Linked DNA regions of Rattus norvegicus: region 2 is linked to region 1. A link is a contact called in public Hi-C data. All regions are on one chromosome and are shown on one strand. The core of a region is the stretch at or near the end of the contact, and the rest is flanking DNA. Distances in the headings are between cores, read along the strand shown.

Region 1 (7,536 bases), core at 2,453-4,952:
AGGCACCAGGTAGAGGAGCCATGGACAAACAGAAGGGACAGCCTGTGACCAAAGTTATGAGGCAAGAGCCAGGCAAAGGTCTAGAGGCTGCATGTGGATTTGATTTAATGATAAATGTACATATTTTAGAACTTTTGGGGCTGAGCTTAAGAACCTTTATAAAGCAGAGACTGTCAACCTCAAAGACTAAGAGACGGCATAGAATCTCAAGGACATGGGCATAGGTAGGGACACAATGCCAGAGGCCGGATGGATATGGAGGATGGATATGGAGTGTTAGATGCTTGGGCCCTGGGTGATGGTGGTGGGTCAGTTCTCTAGCCCTGGTTTCCAGGGTGCTCCACCAGGATAATTCAGAGAGACTCCATTGTGCTGCAGGGTGGGACCTGGGGAGTGGTAGCAACATGGCTGCTGAGGCTTCCGTGTCTCTCCTAGCTGTGCAGACTTGCTAGGAGTGGCCTAGCTCCAGCCCATACAGTCCTGTGGGGGTACCTCCTTCTAGATGCAGAGTCCCAGAGAACAGTCCTGGGGCCACCCTTGGAACGCAGAACTGGAGTGACATAGTCATGAGGGCATGACTATGAGGGATCACACTTCCAGGGAGGGAGGTAGGACAGATGGGCTACCTCTGGGGCTGCAGTGCTTGGCTCTGATGTCAGGACATCCTAGGTCAATGCAGTCATCCAGGGGATGAGGGTGTTTACAAAGAAGCTGAGTTGTAGCAAACATCTCACATTGAGTCCCTGGCACAGGGTGTGCAGGTCCTGAGAGAGGAACGAGGTGACATCTTCATTTCCATAGCAACCCTGATGCTTGGCAGGGTGACAGCCAGGCTCAGAGGTGGCAGTGCACATGGATGAGCCACGTGAAGCGCCCAGCCTGCTCAGACAAGTCATGGTGGCGGCTTTCTGTACCAAGACCCTGTACTAAGGAAGCTGTCCAGGACCCAGGTCCAGCCCACTGCCAACTGGGTCCCAAGTGCCTCCTGTCATTTGTTCCAGGGTCCTATGGCCCAGAGCGCCCATGTCAGAGCTAGGGCCTCTGTTATTGTGCCTGTCTATAGCCTTAGTCTGCTAAGCTCCTCAGCTTCTTGGCCCACAGGTGGACTGGTCAGTGCTTTCACAGGGCCCTGTCCCTTAAGTGATTTATCTGTGGGCATGGGTGGAGACTGATCAGCCCCTATCTTGCCTCTTTTGTTTCAAGCTCAAATAAGTGGGTTGGATTTTCTGCCTGTGCCCAGTGCTAGTAACCCTTAGTAGGAAGGTGGGGGTATCCTTGTGACTGAAGGGAAACAGACGCATACTTTGTCCAAGATAAAGAGTAAGCTCCAGCACCCCCACCCCTCACAACCTCACCCCACCCCCACCCCCATTTTTGTTTTTGAGACAGGGTCTCACTTTGTAGCTTTGACTATCCCAGAACTTTTTTTTAAATTTTTTTTATTAACTTGAGTATTTCTTATTTACATTTCGAATGTTATTCCCTTTCCCGGTTTCCGGGCCAACATCCCCCTAACCCCTCCCCCTCCCCTTCCTTATAGGTATTCCCCTCCCCACCCTCCCCCCATTGCCGCCCTCCCCCCAACAATCATGTTCACTGTATCCCAGAACTTATTATGTAGACCAAGCTAGTCTCAAATTCAGAGATCCATCTGCCTCTACCTTTTAAGTGTTAGGACTAAAGGCATGTGCTACCATGCCCAGTACAAAACCTTTGTTTTCCTTTAAAAAGAGTTGCCATGGGGCTGGAGAGATGGTTCAGTGGTTAAGAGCACTGGTTGCTCTCCCAGAGGTCCTGAGTTCAAATCCCATTGCTTTATAGAACTCTGAAGACAATTTAAAAAAAAGAGTTGCCATGATTCATTTTATTTTATGTGAGTACACTGTAGCTGTCTTCAGACACACCAGAAGAGAGCATCGGATCCCAATACAGATGGTTGTGAACCACCACTTGGTTGCTGGGAATTGAACTCAGGACCTCTGGAAGAGCAAATTATGGTCTTTCTTCACAGCAGTAGAAACTCTAACTAAGACAAGGACCTAACTTGAATGTGGACAGCACCATTTCGTGGACAGGGTCCTGGAATGTACACAAAGGTGCTAGGTAGCTGGGTTCTAGCACGCACACATGCACGCACGCACCTATTGCTGTCTTCTGACTGCTGATGTAAGGTGACCAGCTCTCTCAAGTATTTGCTGCTGTGACATTCACAGAATTGATGAACTGTAACCTAGAATTGGGAACCAAATAAACCCTTGCTCCCACAAGTTGCTTTTGTCAGGCTATCTTATCAGCACAACGGATTGGAAACTGTTAGCCTCTAAGTGCAAAGGCCCCTCTCGTGACCAGGGAGCAGATCTGTAAGGTCAAACCTCACCTTTCACTCCCTAGCACAGAACCACTGTCAGGCATACTCCCGGCAGCCAGATAACAAAAGCATTTCATGAGGACATGAACCAGATAGCCTCAGGGACCCCCCAGTGTCTGGGCAATGCTAGGTTCCTCTTAGCCAAGGGGCTTAGCCAAGCACACCAGGCTGCTGTGTCTGATTGTTAGGGTAGGTCATGGTTAGAAGAGAGCATTGCTTAGGTCTCAGCAAGGTAGCATGGCAGAACAGGCAGACACAGGCTGGAGAGGTAGCTCGGAGTTCTATAATTGGGTTTGCAGGCAGCAGGAAAAGAGAGTGGGTCTGGCTTGAACATTAGAAATCACAAAGCCCCTAGGAAGCACAAGGCCCTGGGTTCGGTCCCCAGCTCCGGAAAAAAAAAAAAAAAAAAAAAAAAAGAAATCACAAAGCCCAACCAATTTCCTCCAACAAGGCCAGACTACTCCAACAAGGTTACGCCTCCCAATAGCATCCGCTCCCTATGGGCCTATGGGGGCCATTCTCATTCATACCACCATAGACTTCCCTCTTCAATTGACTCAGTTTAAAAAAGAAAATCTCTCACAGGCATGCCCATACCCACAGGTTAATTCTTACTAAAACTCTCTTCCCAGTTGCTTCTACATTGTATCAAATTAACAATTAACACTAACCATTACACAGGAGAGAGCTGGATGTGATACCTGGTAGCAAGCAAGATACTGCCCATCTCAGGCTGAAGGCCTCACCTGTAATCTTGCTCGTGCTGCAGGCATCCCCTGCTGGGCCCCAGCTCCAGTTTCTCCCCCAGGCTCAGCCACTTGTTGCTGGACAGGGATGGAGAGGAGGAGGCAGTGCTCTGTAGTCCTTGCAGACAAGGTTTCAGTGGTGGCCTTTTAACATGGCCTTGTTTGTCACTTCCCCCTTTATCTGTTCTGGGCCTCCACAGAGGACAACCTGAGGAATGTCTAGCTATTCGTAGAGTCTGAGCAAGGACACTGCCCACCTCGGGAAGGAGGGACCATCCAAACCCAGAAGAGCCCAATGAGACCTGTCATAGGCGACAGAAGTCTGCAAGAATGAGCTGTACAGGCAGCATGAATTAGCTCCAAATACAGTCTCTAGCTTCAGCTGCAGGGAATGATGGGAACTCACATAAGGACTTGCCTAGGCGAAGCCTCAGGAAGCAGAGACTCCTTGACCCTATGTAGCCTGAGCATCCATCCAGCATATGCTAGTGCCTGGGTCACTCTGTGATTTAGCTAATCCAGAGGACCCACTGATTGGCAGCTCAGAACATCATTGCTGGTGAGCAAATGGGGAATGTAGCTCCTACTGTGTACACGTCCCTGACTGCCAGTGGGCTGTGGGCACAGGCTGGTGATAAGTGGGGTGAGATCAGAATCACGTGGTTGACTCACCATGGATGCCAAGATTCTTCTCAGGGGAAATGCCAAGGAGCTCCTGACCCCAGGCTGGCAATGTGCAGCCTGCTTAGTGCTCCTGTCTGCTGTCTATCTGTCTATCATCTATCTGTCTGTCTGTCTGTCTGTCTATCTATCTATCTATCTATCTATTCTAGATATCTATCACATATCTATTCCTTTTGGAGTTTTGATTTGATTTTTTTAATTATTTTTTTTAATATTTATTTTATGTGAGTACACTGTCACTGTCTTCAGACACACCAGAAGAGCGTATTGGGCCCCATTACAGATAGTTGTGAGCCACCATGTAGTTGCTGGGATTTGAACTCAGGACCTCTGGAAGAGCAATTAGTGCTCTTAACCACTGAGCCATCTCTCTATCCCCCTTTTTTTATTTTTTTTGAGACAGGATCTCCTTACATAGCTTTGTCTGCCAAGAAATTCACTATGTAGACGAGGCTGGCCTTGAACTCATAGAGATCCACTCACCTCTGTTTTCCAAGTGCTAGAATTAAAAGTGTGAGCCACCACACCCAGTCCCCCCACTCCTCTTTAAAGACAGGTCTCAATACATTGTTCCAGCTTGCCCTTCTGTAACCCACCTTAGATACATGAGCCCAGAGCCAGCAGATGGGGCGATGGTGGTGTTGGAGTGCCCAGAGGAGTAGCTTGAGATGGCAGGTCTAAATGACATCATTAGACCAAGACAGCCACTCCAGTGGGTCACAGAGAATGCCCACAGCTCACGGAGTTAGCAGCCTCAATCCTAGTTTAGCCCAGCCTAGCCCTGCTGAGGCAGTGTTCTAAAGACTTGCCCTTTCAGGCTGCTGCCATGTTTATCTCTGCCAGCAGAGGGCACCCCACACTTGTGTGAGCAGCTCCAGAATACCTGATACTCTAAGGAAACTGCCCTGAACCAGCAGCAGCACAGGCTGCAGCTCCAAAAAGCCCCCTCTGGCAGCAAGCCAGCAGAAACTCATGACTGGTACTCTGAAGTTTACAGTCAAATGTATGCATGACCTGGGGTAACCTCAGAAACTTTCTCCCAGACATTTCTCACCCGAGGGCAGGTGCTTCTGTAGTCACATAACTGTGAATGAGCTAAGTGTTGGGTTCCGACACTCTTTGAGGCAGTCCTGGAACTGACAGGCTGTGTGTGCTCTTTATACCGGCTTGGTTTGGCTCAGAGTGGTGCAGCCGCAAAGCTATGTTCCATTGTCCTTGGCCCCCTTGCTGTTGCCCATGTGACCACAAAGAGACCATCTGATCTCGGAAATACATAGTGACCGATGACCCCAGGCTGGCAATGTGCAGCAATGTGCTCCTGTCTGCTGTCTGCTGTCTGCCTGTCTGTCTATTATCTATCTATCTATCTATCTATCTATCTATCTATCTATCTATCTATCTATCTCTATCTATTCTAGATATCTATCACCTATCTATTCCTTTTGGAGCTTTGTTGTTTTGATTTGATTTTTTTAATTGTTTTTTTTAATATTTATTTTATGTGAGTACACTGTCACTGTCTTCAGACACACCAGAAGAGGGCATTGGACCCCATTACAGATGGTTGTGAGCCACCATGTGGTTGCTGGGATTTGAACTCAGGACCTCTGGAAGAGCAATTAGTGCTCTTAACCGCTGAGCTATCTCTCTATCCCCCTTTTTTTATTTTTTGAGACAGGATCTCCTTTACATAGTTTTGTCTGTCAAGAAATTCACTATGTAGACGAGGCTGGCCTTGAACTCATAGAGATCCACTCACCTCTGTTTTCCAAGTGCGAGCCACCGCACCCAGTCCCCCCCACTCCTCTTTAAAGACAAGGTTTCAATATATTGTACCAGCTGGCCTTAGAGATCTGCCTGTTTCTACCTCCAGAGTGCTGGGACTAAAGATGGACCTGGGCCCTAAATATTTTGAAAACACACACACACACACACACACACACACACACACACACACACACACACTTGCAAGTCAGAGAATAACTTGTGGGAGTCTGTTTTCTCCTCCCATCATGTGGGTCCCAGCGATCTAACTCAGGTTACCAGGTTTGGCAGCAAGTGCCCCCTGAGGCGTCTCACCAACCCTTGCCCCTCCTCTTGCATAGTGTCTTCAGAAGTGAAATCAATGGCTGGGCAGTGGTGGCACATACCCTTCATCCCAGCGTTCAGGAAGCCGAGGTAAAGGCAGAGGCAGGCAGATTTGTTGAGTTCGAATTCCAGGACAGCCATGGCTATACACAAAGAAATCATGTCCCAAACAAAACAAAACAAAACAAAACAAAACAAAACAAAACAAAGTGAGAGTGAATGTCCATAGGGTCCTCCCAGGTGGCATGAGAGCTCACTTGAAGTGAGAGCTACATATTTGGGACAGTGGCTATGTCTACCTTCAGAGGAGAGACGCAAGGCTAACTTTTGATGCCTTTTCCCTTGGCTGGCTGGACTGTGGATCTAAATGGACTCTACCTTCCCTGGGGCCAGTAAGGGGCCCCTGAGCTGTACTTGGCCACAGCTGTAGCTCTCTTATGTCTCCCATTTTGAACCTAGGAGGTGCACCTAAGAGTGCTAAGAGAAATAATGGCTCCTAGAGCACTGGCCCTCTATACTTGAGAGGTTCTGCTGGCCTTAAACATACAGGGTTCCATGTGTCTCTCCTTGATCCACAGATAGGAAGTACAATTGTTTCACTGAAAGGCCAATGACACTAGGGTCTGGGTCCATACCCCAGGCCAGTTCAGCACTCAGCTTCTCCTCTTTATCCCACTGACTTTTCTTCTCCCTGTCCCACTGGCTTCTCCATTTTTGGTCCCCATTTCTGATTAGCTCTCTTGTCTCCCTTCTTACTTTCTAGTGGCAGCCATGCCTTCTCCCCTCTCCAGGCTCCCCAGCTACCTCAGTTTCTAGCAATTGTTTTGCTGCTTGTGAGAGAGCTGAATGATACCAGGTGGATGGATGGATGAGTAGGAAGATGGATGGATGGATGGGTGGGTAGATGGATGGATAGACAGAATGGGTGATGGATGGATGGGTACATGGGCGGATGTATATATGGAATGTACGTATGAGTGAACAGATATGAACAGATGGTTGGGTAGATAGATGGGTGGATGGGTGGATGCATGAGATGACTAGGTGGATGGGTGGGTGGATGGATGGAGCACCTCACACCAAACTGGCTTCTGGACTCTTGTGGCAATGCATGTGGATAGAATGGATCTTTTAGCCCGAGGACCTCAAAAACTCTGAATCACTTTCCTTTTTTTGCTGTAGAAAGTCTTGCATGACCCTGCCTCTTGACCCCTGCCCAGGTACAGCTGTCTCACACAGTTCACTCTGCTGCCCTGCACTCCCCTGCATGGTCCTTGAGTGTATACATCCCATGCCTTCTTTAGGATAGGTGAAATCAGGTTACTTAGCTTTTTCTAGAGGGATGGGGAGGCAGCCTCCAAAACCAGGACAGGTGGCTGCGCTTCTCCGGGGAGAGCTGAGAATTAGGTTCATTAGGTTGTTTCTAAATTAGTCAGAGCATGATTGAGCTCCACGGGCCTCAGGAGCCACGTTCCAGTGTGGAGACCTGGTAGGAGACCCACAGATTCTCAGAAGGCTGTGCTGTGGGTATGAGCTCTCCAAATAAGGAAGTAATAGTGGGAAGGCTGTGGGACAAAACAGAACCAACGGAGCAGGAATAGGATTCAGCCAGAGAAGAACCTATGAAGGAGAAAAGAAGACTCAGGAGAA
Region 2 (7,536 bases), core at 2,980-5,479, 88 kb after region 1:
CAGGGTACAGGGTAAAGGAGGGCTTTTACAGCCCAGGAGGAGCATCCTGGATGTGAGATTGGTGCCTCATCTCCCTGAAGGGCTGGGGAGTCCCAGAGTAGTTACCAGATAAAATAGCTTGCTGCTGTAGCAGGACGATCAGACCGCACATATTTCCACAGTGAAGGGTTAGAACAATTGCTAGGATGGCTGGTGGTCCAGAGAGAGGAGGCAGGATTCCTGTTGACATCTCTAGTGATGAGGACTTACATGGAAAGCCGAGAGTGCTCAGTGGATGTGTCCTCTGAGTATGAGGGTGCCTGGATGTGAGAGTACAGGTTAATTTTTTGTTTTTCCTACGTTGGGAGCAGACTCAGAGCAAGTACATAGCGCACATAATCAGTCTTGAGGGGCAGCCAGGAAGTGTAAGGAACAGGGAGCAGTGTGTGTGGGGGGGTGTATGAGAGTGACTGAATCCTGGAGAAGCAGAGCAGAGAAGCTGGAAGCTGAGGCATGTGCATGTGTTGTCTGTGGTCGTGTGGGCATGTGTGCGTACCGATAAAAGGTGGGATCAGCATTGGGTGTGAAGGGTTTGGGGTGTGTGTGTGTGTGTGCCTGTGTGTCTGCATGTGTGTGTGTCTGTGTGTGCCTGTGTGTCTGCATGTGTGTGTGTCTGTGTGTCTGCGTGTGTGTGTGTGTCTGTCTGTGTGTCTGTATGTGTGTGTGTGTATGGGCATGTGTGTATGTGTGTGTGTCTGTGTGTGTTTGCATGTGTGTGTGTCTGTGTATGTGTATGTATGTGTCTGTATGTCTCTGTGTGTGTGTCTACACACGCATATGTATGTGTCTATGTGTCTCTGTGTGTGTGTCTGCATGTGTGTGTATGTGTGTCTGTGTGTGTGTCTGCATGAGTGTGTGTGTCTATGTGTCTGTATGTGTGTGTGTCTGTATGTGTGTGTCTATGTGTGTCTATGTGTGTCTGCATGTGTGTGTCTGCTGTTTGCGTGTCTATATGTGTGTGTATGTATGTATGAATGTGTGTGTGTGTGCGTGTGTGTATGTGTTTTGTGGAAGAGAATCTGAAGGTCACAGGGAAAGTGAGGTGCTTGGACTTGGAGGTAACATCGCTATTGATGATATAAGGGATGAGTCTGTGATAGGATAGGGTGTTGAAGTGGGACTAGGACTACCCTCTAGGGTACTAGAGGAGTCAAGAATGGATAACAGGTATGAGAGGGGGCTAAGACTATGTGGGTGAGCCACGCTTGGAAGGGTAAAGGAAGAATAGAATCTGATGTTCATGAAGGAAGGAGGTTAGGACAAAACTCACACTGGCCAGGGAGTACTGGTATATAAGGGAGAAAATGGCCTGAGGGGAGGCAAGGAAGCGATGCCACCACTTTCAAAACAGGTTACAGGGAACAGCATGCCCTATATTTGGTTTCTATTAAGGGTATGCTCGCCAGGTATAGTGATGTACTATTATGCAGCCCTTGGGAAATGAAGACAAGAGGATTAGCAATTCAGTACCAGCCCTAGCTGTGGGAGATCTGGTCTCCCTTCCCTCCAACAAAGACAAACAAAGAAAACAAACAAATAAGATAATGTTTGGCCGTGTAGCTTTGTTGAGTCATCCAGTTTGGTGGGCATGGCAAAATGACACAGACTGCGGGAATTTGACTGCAGAACTTTGTTTCTTACAGCTTCAGAGCTTGGACGTTCAAGTTCTGCTCAGGGTGCTCCTGATGTCAGGCCGAGGTCCTCTTGCAGTGTTCAAGTGACCTTTTATGTGCAGCCGGAGGGGCAGAGAACTGGGGATTTCTGATCCCACTTTTTATAAGGTCAGTAATCCCAAAAGATCAGAATGCCCCCCTCCCCCTTTCAGGCCCCTGCAACTTTAAAGACTTCAGGATATGCCTTATTTCTCAATAACTGAATGTGGAGTTAGGGCTTCAGTCTATCGAGTCTGGATGGGGTACGCAATTCACAGCAGACATCTACTACCAAGTGGTGTGGACACTGATCAGCTGATGGATGGATTTTTGTAGAATAAAAGGGTTGTGAGGTAGACTAGGGACAGGGAAAACTAAAGGTAATTACACTGCAGCTTGGGTGTGATGCTATTGCAGAGTGCAGCAGCAGCAGCAGCAGCAGCAGCAGCAGCAGCAGCAGCAGCACATCAGTATCCGTGCAAAGTGTCTGACAAAAGTACTCGGGACGCTGGGATGAAAATGGACGCTAATCTTTGCTTCTTTATAGCAGCATTTCCATGTCACTGGCAGTGCAAATTCGCCTGCTCCCATTATGCATCTGGTATCATGACAAGCCCAAACCCATAAGGACAGAAAATAAACCTTAATTCTGGAAAGTGCCCATACATTCATTCTTTCCCTACTTTAACTCTTGAATAATCTTCTCCTCTTCTAAAGCTTGCCCATAAGACAGAGCATTCAAAATCATGGCCATAGGTTTTCCCTTGAGAAGCCTGCACACATTTGCTTCTAGAGTGTGGACTTCTCTCTGTAGTAGTACTTTCTCTTAATTCTTTACTTGGTCTCATCTCTGAATTCTTTCTTGGATAGTGCCAAGAGTTGGGAAACACTTGGTAGAGAGCATGTGGTTACTGGGCACTGCGCTGTAAGCACCAGATACTCATTTCAAAGCCTTGCTGTGGGAAGCTCATTAACATTGCTAAATGCTAGTTACACACTGGATGATGTTCACATCTATTGCGTTAAGTAAATGCCCTGCTAAAATTAATTCAGGCAGTTACTTGTTTCCTCTGAAAAGGCCATCTAGAGGGCAAGATGGCTCAGTGAGTAAGAGCCCTGGCCACCAAGCTTGATGACCTGAGTTCAAATTCTAGAACCCATAAGGAGAGAACTGATAACTGGATTTTGATCTCTGTAGCATGTGTGCCTGAACCAATGCACACCATACATACAGACTAAAAAATTAAAGAATGAACCCATGAGAAGAACTCCCCTTGCAAACAGGGTTCTGGTATGTCTGTAGTACTGTTTCTTTTACAGTGGATGCCTCCTCAAGGGCTACAGTGCAGCAGGCCCACTGGACAGGGCTTTCTGGAGGCCTAGACTAGCAAGGATGACCCAGCTCACTATAAGTTCCCTATCAGCTCCGTCCCACCTCTAGGACCAACTGTCTCTATCTCAGAGAAACTTCTTGCTTCCTTCTACATGTAGAACTGATTCTACTCTTCTAACTAGCATACCTCCCTCCTCCCTCCCCCGCTCTGGTGGCTAAAATACCCGGACTGACCACATCCCCAACTCAGGGAACTGTCCCTGGGTGTGGCATGGGGGCCACAGCTAGCTGTCCAAACACCTACTCTGAACTTTCTTTTTCGGGGGGGTGGAGGTGGGGGTATGGTCTCAAGCTATAGTCCAGGCTGGCCTCGAACTCAAACTCATAGAAATCCTGCTACAACTTCCAAGTACTGGGATTACAGGAATACACCAATACGCTTGCTTCTTAAAATGATTTTTTTAAAAAAATTTCTGTTTCTGGATGCCAACAGCTTTCTGTCTTGTAAGCAAAGTCCTATATAAGGAACTGGGTGGACGTGTTAGGAAATTGCAAAATCCCATACACTTGATCTGCAGACCCACTCTTTGCAGACCCAGGAGGAGGCTCCTCCTCAATTCTCTGTGACCTCGCTCCCTCCCACGATCCACCTACGTCAGACTCCCCGTACCGGCGAGGGCCTGGACCCGGGCTGAAATGCGTTCCACATCGGGGGCAGGATAGAGGTTCTAGGAGCTCCAGGGCTCCCAACAAGAGAGGCTAAAAGAGGGCGGGCTGCAGTCATCCAAACTCGCGGCTCCTTTAAGAGGCGCCTTGTTAGCAGGGCCGTGACGTCATGGGAGTGGAGGGTGGAATATGCGCGTAACCGCGGCAGGGCGGGGCAAAGCCGGGGAGGACTCAGGGGCCTGACAGACAGGAATGCCCCATATGCCCGCCTCTCCCCCTTCACTGGTGTTGGCTCCTCCCCACCCTAGGCCCAGCTCCTGTGAGCAGGCCCGCCCCTGCACAGACCCCACCCCCCAGCCTAGCTCCTGCCCGAGGATCCGCCCTTCCAGCCGGCCCTGAGACAGGGAGCCTATGACCCAGGTCTGTAGATTGTGTGTAGGCACCGCCCCACAAGGAGACCCCGCCTCCGGCGCGACCGACAGCACCGCCTTCTAGGGTCCCACCTCCTGTGGGGCGGGACTTGTCCCAGCCGGAGTCGGCGGCGGCGGCTGCGGGAACTTTCCCGGCGGGTCTAATGGCTGCGCGCGGGCCGCTGTGAGGCGCGGCGGCGAGCGGGCGCGGGGCCGCGGAGCAACGAAGAGCCAGCGACCGCAAGGCTGGAGTCCCGGCCAGGCCCGGTCCGACCCGCCAAGCCCGCGATGCGCCCCAGTGCTGTCCCTCGGCGCAGCTGACGCCCCGCGGCCCCGCGAGACCCCAGCCCTACCGGCCCCGCAGGAAGCGGCCGCCGCCACCCAGTCCAGAGCCCGCTCCGCCCGGGCACCATGGCGGGGAAGGCGGCCGCCCCCGGCACCGCGGTCCTGCTGGTCACGGCCAACGTGGGCTCGCTCTTCGACGACGTAAGTGCCGCGCCGTCGGTAGGGAGGGGCGGCTACGGGCCAGGAGTCTCCCAGCCCGGGACCCTGTCATCCCCGTTTACAGTTGGAGACCCTAAATTCCGGCCCCTACAGTGCCTTCTATAGCTGCGAACCCCTGGCCAGTTGTCTTTTGGACGTGTAACTCTGATGCCCCCTACCCACAGCTGGAGACTCCGACCAGGGATTTCCCAAGCCCCAGACCCTGACCTCATAGTGGGGGTACCCTAGGCCAGGAAACTTCCAGCTATACACCCGGGACCTTAACACCGCTTTTCTGGTACCCGAGGCCAAACTCAGCTTTTGAACCCCTGTCTTAACCCATACTACTAAGTCCAGATCCTTGAATCCTGATGCTGCTTCCTTGCTTTCCTTCTGAGATAGCAAATCCCTATCCCTTTCCTGCTCCGGAACTTCATAGCCACAAGTTCCTACCTGGAGTTTTGACCCAGAATCCTGATACTTGGTTGTGCTGGCCTCCAAACCTAAGCACACGCTGACCCCGGGTTTCCTGATTCACCCCTGGCTCTCAGTCTCTGACTCTGATCCCCAAAGTCTGTTTCTGATTCCAGAAACCCAGCGTTCAAATTTTGGTTCCTTGTCCTCCCAACCCAGACGTCACTGACCCTGAATGCTGAGTCTCTATCCTGAAACATGAGTTACTACACCTACTCTTGGCCCTAGAGTGGGATCCCTGCCTCTAATTCTGCACCCCACCTCCCATCCCTGAACCTTCTTCCCAATAGACCTCAGTCCCAAACCTTGAACTCCATCATCTGAGTCCTGGTACCTAGGTGTCATCCCTTGGTCCCATCTTGTGAGGGGCCTGAGGAGTAAGACACCCTCATTTTGCCAGGTTACTTGCAATAGCACTAGTACTCAAATGAGGTAGCTGTATTCAAGCCTTGGAGGACTTTATATTCCTGTTTACTAAATGAACCCGGTGATGAAAAGCTCTTCAAGGCCAAAAATGGTGCCAAAGGCCCTTATCTTGTAGAACAGTTCCTCCAGTCCCACCCTGGAACCCTGGGCTTTCTCCTCTGGGAGGCAGAAGGGAGCTGAGGCCTGGGGCACTGGGAGCTCCCTGGAGCAGGCTGGGGCTGACCTAGTTCAGCATTGCAGCCATGATGCCACCCCGCTGTTGGTACTTAAACTGCCAACCCAAATAAAGCAGGATGCGGCTCCAAGTGGCACGCTTGCTTAAGAAGAAAGGGTAATGCCACAGCTGGAACTACGGAACCACATACTCCCCTTTCTCCCTCTCCCTCCCCTTGCCTAGGTGAACAGTTGGGATGATGCCAGGGCTTGGATACAGGCCTGATGTAGATTTCAGGCGAGGGTCCTGTTTCCTTCCTGGCAGGGAGCATGGGAGAAGAGTTTCACTGAACTGAGTTCACAGACAGTGTAAGCTTGGCTTTTATTAGTAAAGGCAGGCGTTATTACTATATTTTGTTATTTTCACTTACAGACACATCCGTGTTCTAGTTCCCTGCTAGAGAGGCACTGTCTGCCCTCTCAAGTTTTGGACAACTTGATGTAGTTTCACGTGTGATCGTTTTCCACAAGGGCCTGTATGGGTGTGTGCCTGTATATTTAGCATTCTATTCTAGGCCTTCCAGTAACTTGTCACTGTAGCGTGGTTTTGTTCAGATGATTCAGATCCGTTAGCTGTGGCTTCAAAGCCTCAGAAATGTCAGGAAAATTAGGCATGGTGGGGCACTTTCATCTCCAAGGGAAAATAATTTTGCTGTGAGAAACATTCTTTCTAGTAATTTTTGATTCTGAGTTCTAGAGTTTCTGTTGCGTTTCAATCGTATATATACGTAACACACTTCTCTCCGCCGATATTAAAGAGGGTGAATTAATTATGTATGGAGCCCTTACGTAGCCCTCACTGGCGTTGGAACTTACTGTGTAGACTAGGCAGGCAGATCCACCTGCGTCACCTGCGTCTGCTGGGATTAAAGATGGTAGACCACCATGCCTTCCTTAACTCACTTTTCAGCAACATAGTGTCTGACTTTTTACTTGTTTTCTTAAGGCTCTCTGAAGTTTTGCACTACATTTATATCTAAAAGGAATATCTGTCTTGACGAATTGTTCCTAAGTTAATTCCAAACCAGTCCCCAGGGACAGGCATACCCTTAATGGAATGACCAAGAAGGGCACACTCACATTCTGTGGCCTGCTTCCTTGGTCAGGGATTGGGCGTTGTGGGAAAGAAGCTGGGGAGAGAAAGTAGCAAATTCTCAAGTGAGGTAGATTTTAATTCCTCAGCTATACTGGACTCAGAAAGTGCGATTGACTGTGCCCCTGATGACAGACATACCTCTCCAGTGGTGTAAAGGAGCTCTTGCTGTGGGAAACATGCGCTCCCCTGCCCAGTGCCTTAGCTGTTGTTTGAGGGAATCAGCTCCCAGGAGGAAAGTGTCCGATTTGAAACAGTCATGCTGGCTCTGGAGGGCATTTTTTCCTTTTATGCACAAGCAGTAGGTGGTTCGTTTCTGCATTTATAGTTTCAGAAGTCTCCCCTCCTATGTTTCCATCCTCTTCCTAAACCACAGGGGACCCCTCTTAAAACATGTACCTCTTTCTTTTTAAATTGGGGGTTGAACCCTGGCCTTCCCTGCTTAGCTATAGGCCCTAGCCCATGTATGTAAATTTTAATCATAGCTTTGTCGTCAGTACCCTGGGATCTCCAGAACATCTTGTTCAGCCTGCTCTTGTCTTCACCAGCCGTCCTGGCTGGCATCCTTGCCTGGCAGGGCGGCCCACTGCAGTTGCTGAACTGTGCTGCCGAGGGCCTTCATGGTGCTTGGAGCCCTTTGACCTTTTAGTCCTAATGCTTCACTGTAGGCGAAATGTTTCGTGTTCTTAAAAACCGCTCAGGGTTTACGCACGTGTGTGTGTGTGTGTGTGTGTGTGTGTGTGTGTG

What was found. A called contact is a pair of places that touch in the nucleus more often than the background predicts.
Region 2: a contact with region 1 is called in a Hi-C map of the A7r5 cell line, with 4 times the contacts expected there. The contact joins the promoter of Inpp5a here to the enhancer-like site in region 1. A contact is called at or near these places in 6 of 12 Hi-C or Micro-C datasets (the A7r5 cell line, the Rat2 cell line, Schwann cells and 3 more) and 1 of 1 datasets of contacts at active chromatin or transcription factors (oligodendrocytes).

Annotation. Positions count from the first base shown.
Region 1 is chr1:203,528,444-203,535,979 of GRCr8, forward strand. No RefSeq gene overlaps it. Among named protein-coding and RNA genes, the nearest start is that of Pwwp2b, 61 kb to the left of the region's middle. Within about 2 kb of position 3,703, at least 3 of the 93 cell types and tissues checked have an H3K27ac peak or open chromatin away from gene starts, as enhancers often do. A contact at or near this core is called in the A7r5 cell line, where this site is marked.
Region 2 is chr1:203,615,754-203,623,289 of GRCr8, forward strand. It overlaps Inpp5a (inositol polyphosphate-5-phosphatase A), which reads left to right and starts at 4,230. Exons shown (of 16, transcript NM_001108923.2): 1 at 4,230-4,586. The coding sequence starts at 4,512. LOC134485194 (a long non-coding RNA gene) reads right to left here. Exons shown (of 2, transcript XR_010063187.1): 2 at 3,465-7,536. LOC134485196 (a long non-coding RNA gene) reads left to right here and starts at 743. Exons shown (of 2, transcript XR_010063189.1): 1 at 743-1,820; 2 at 2,109-2,347.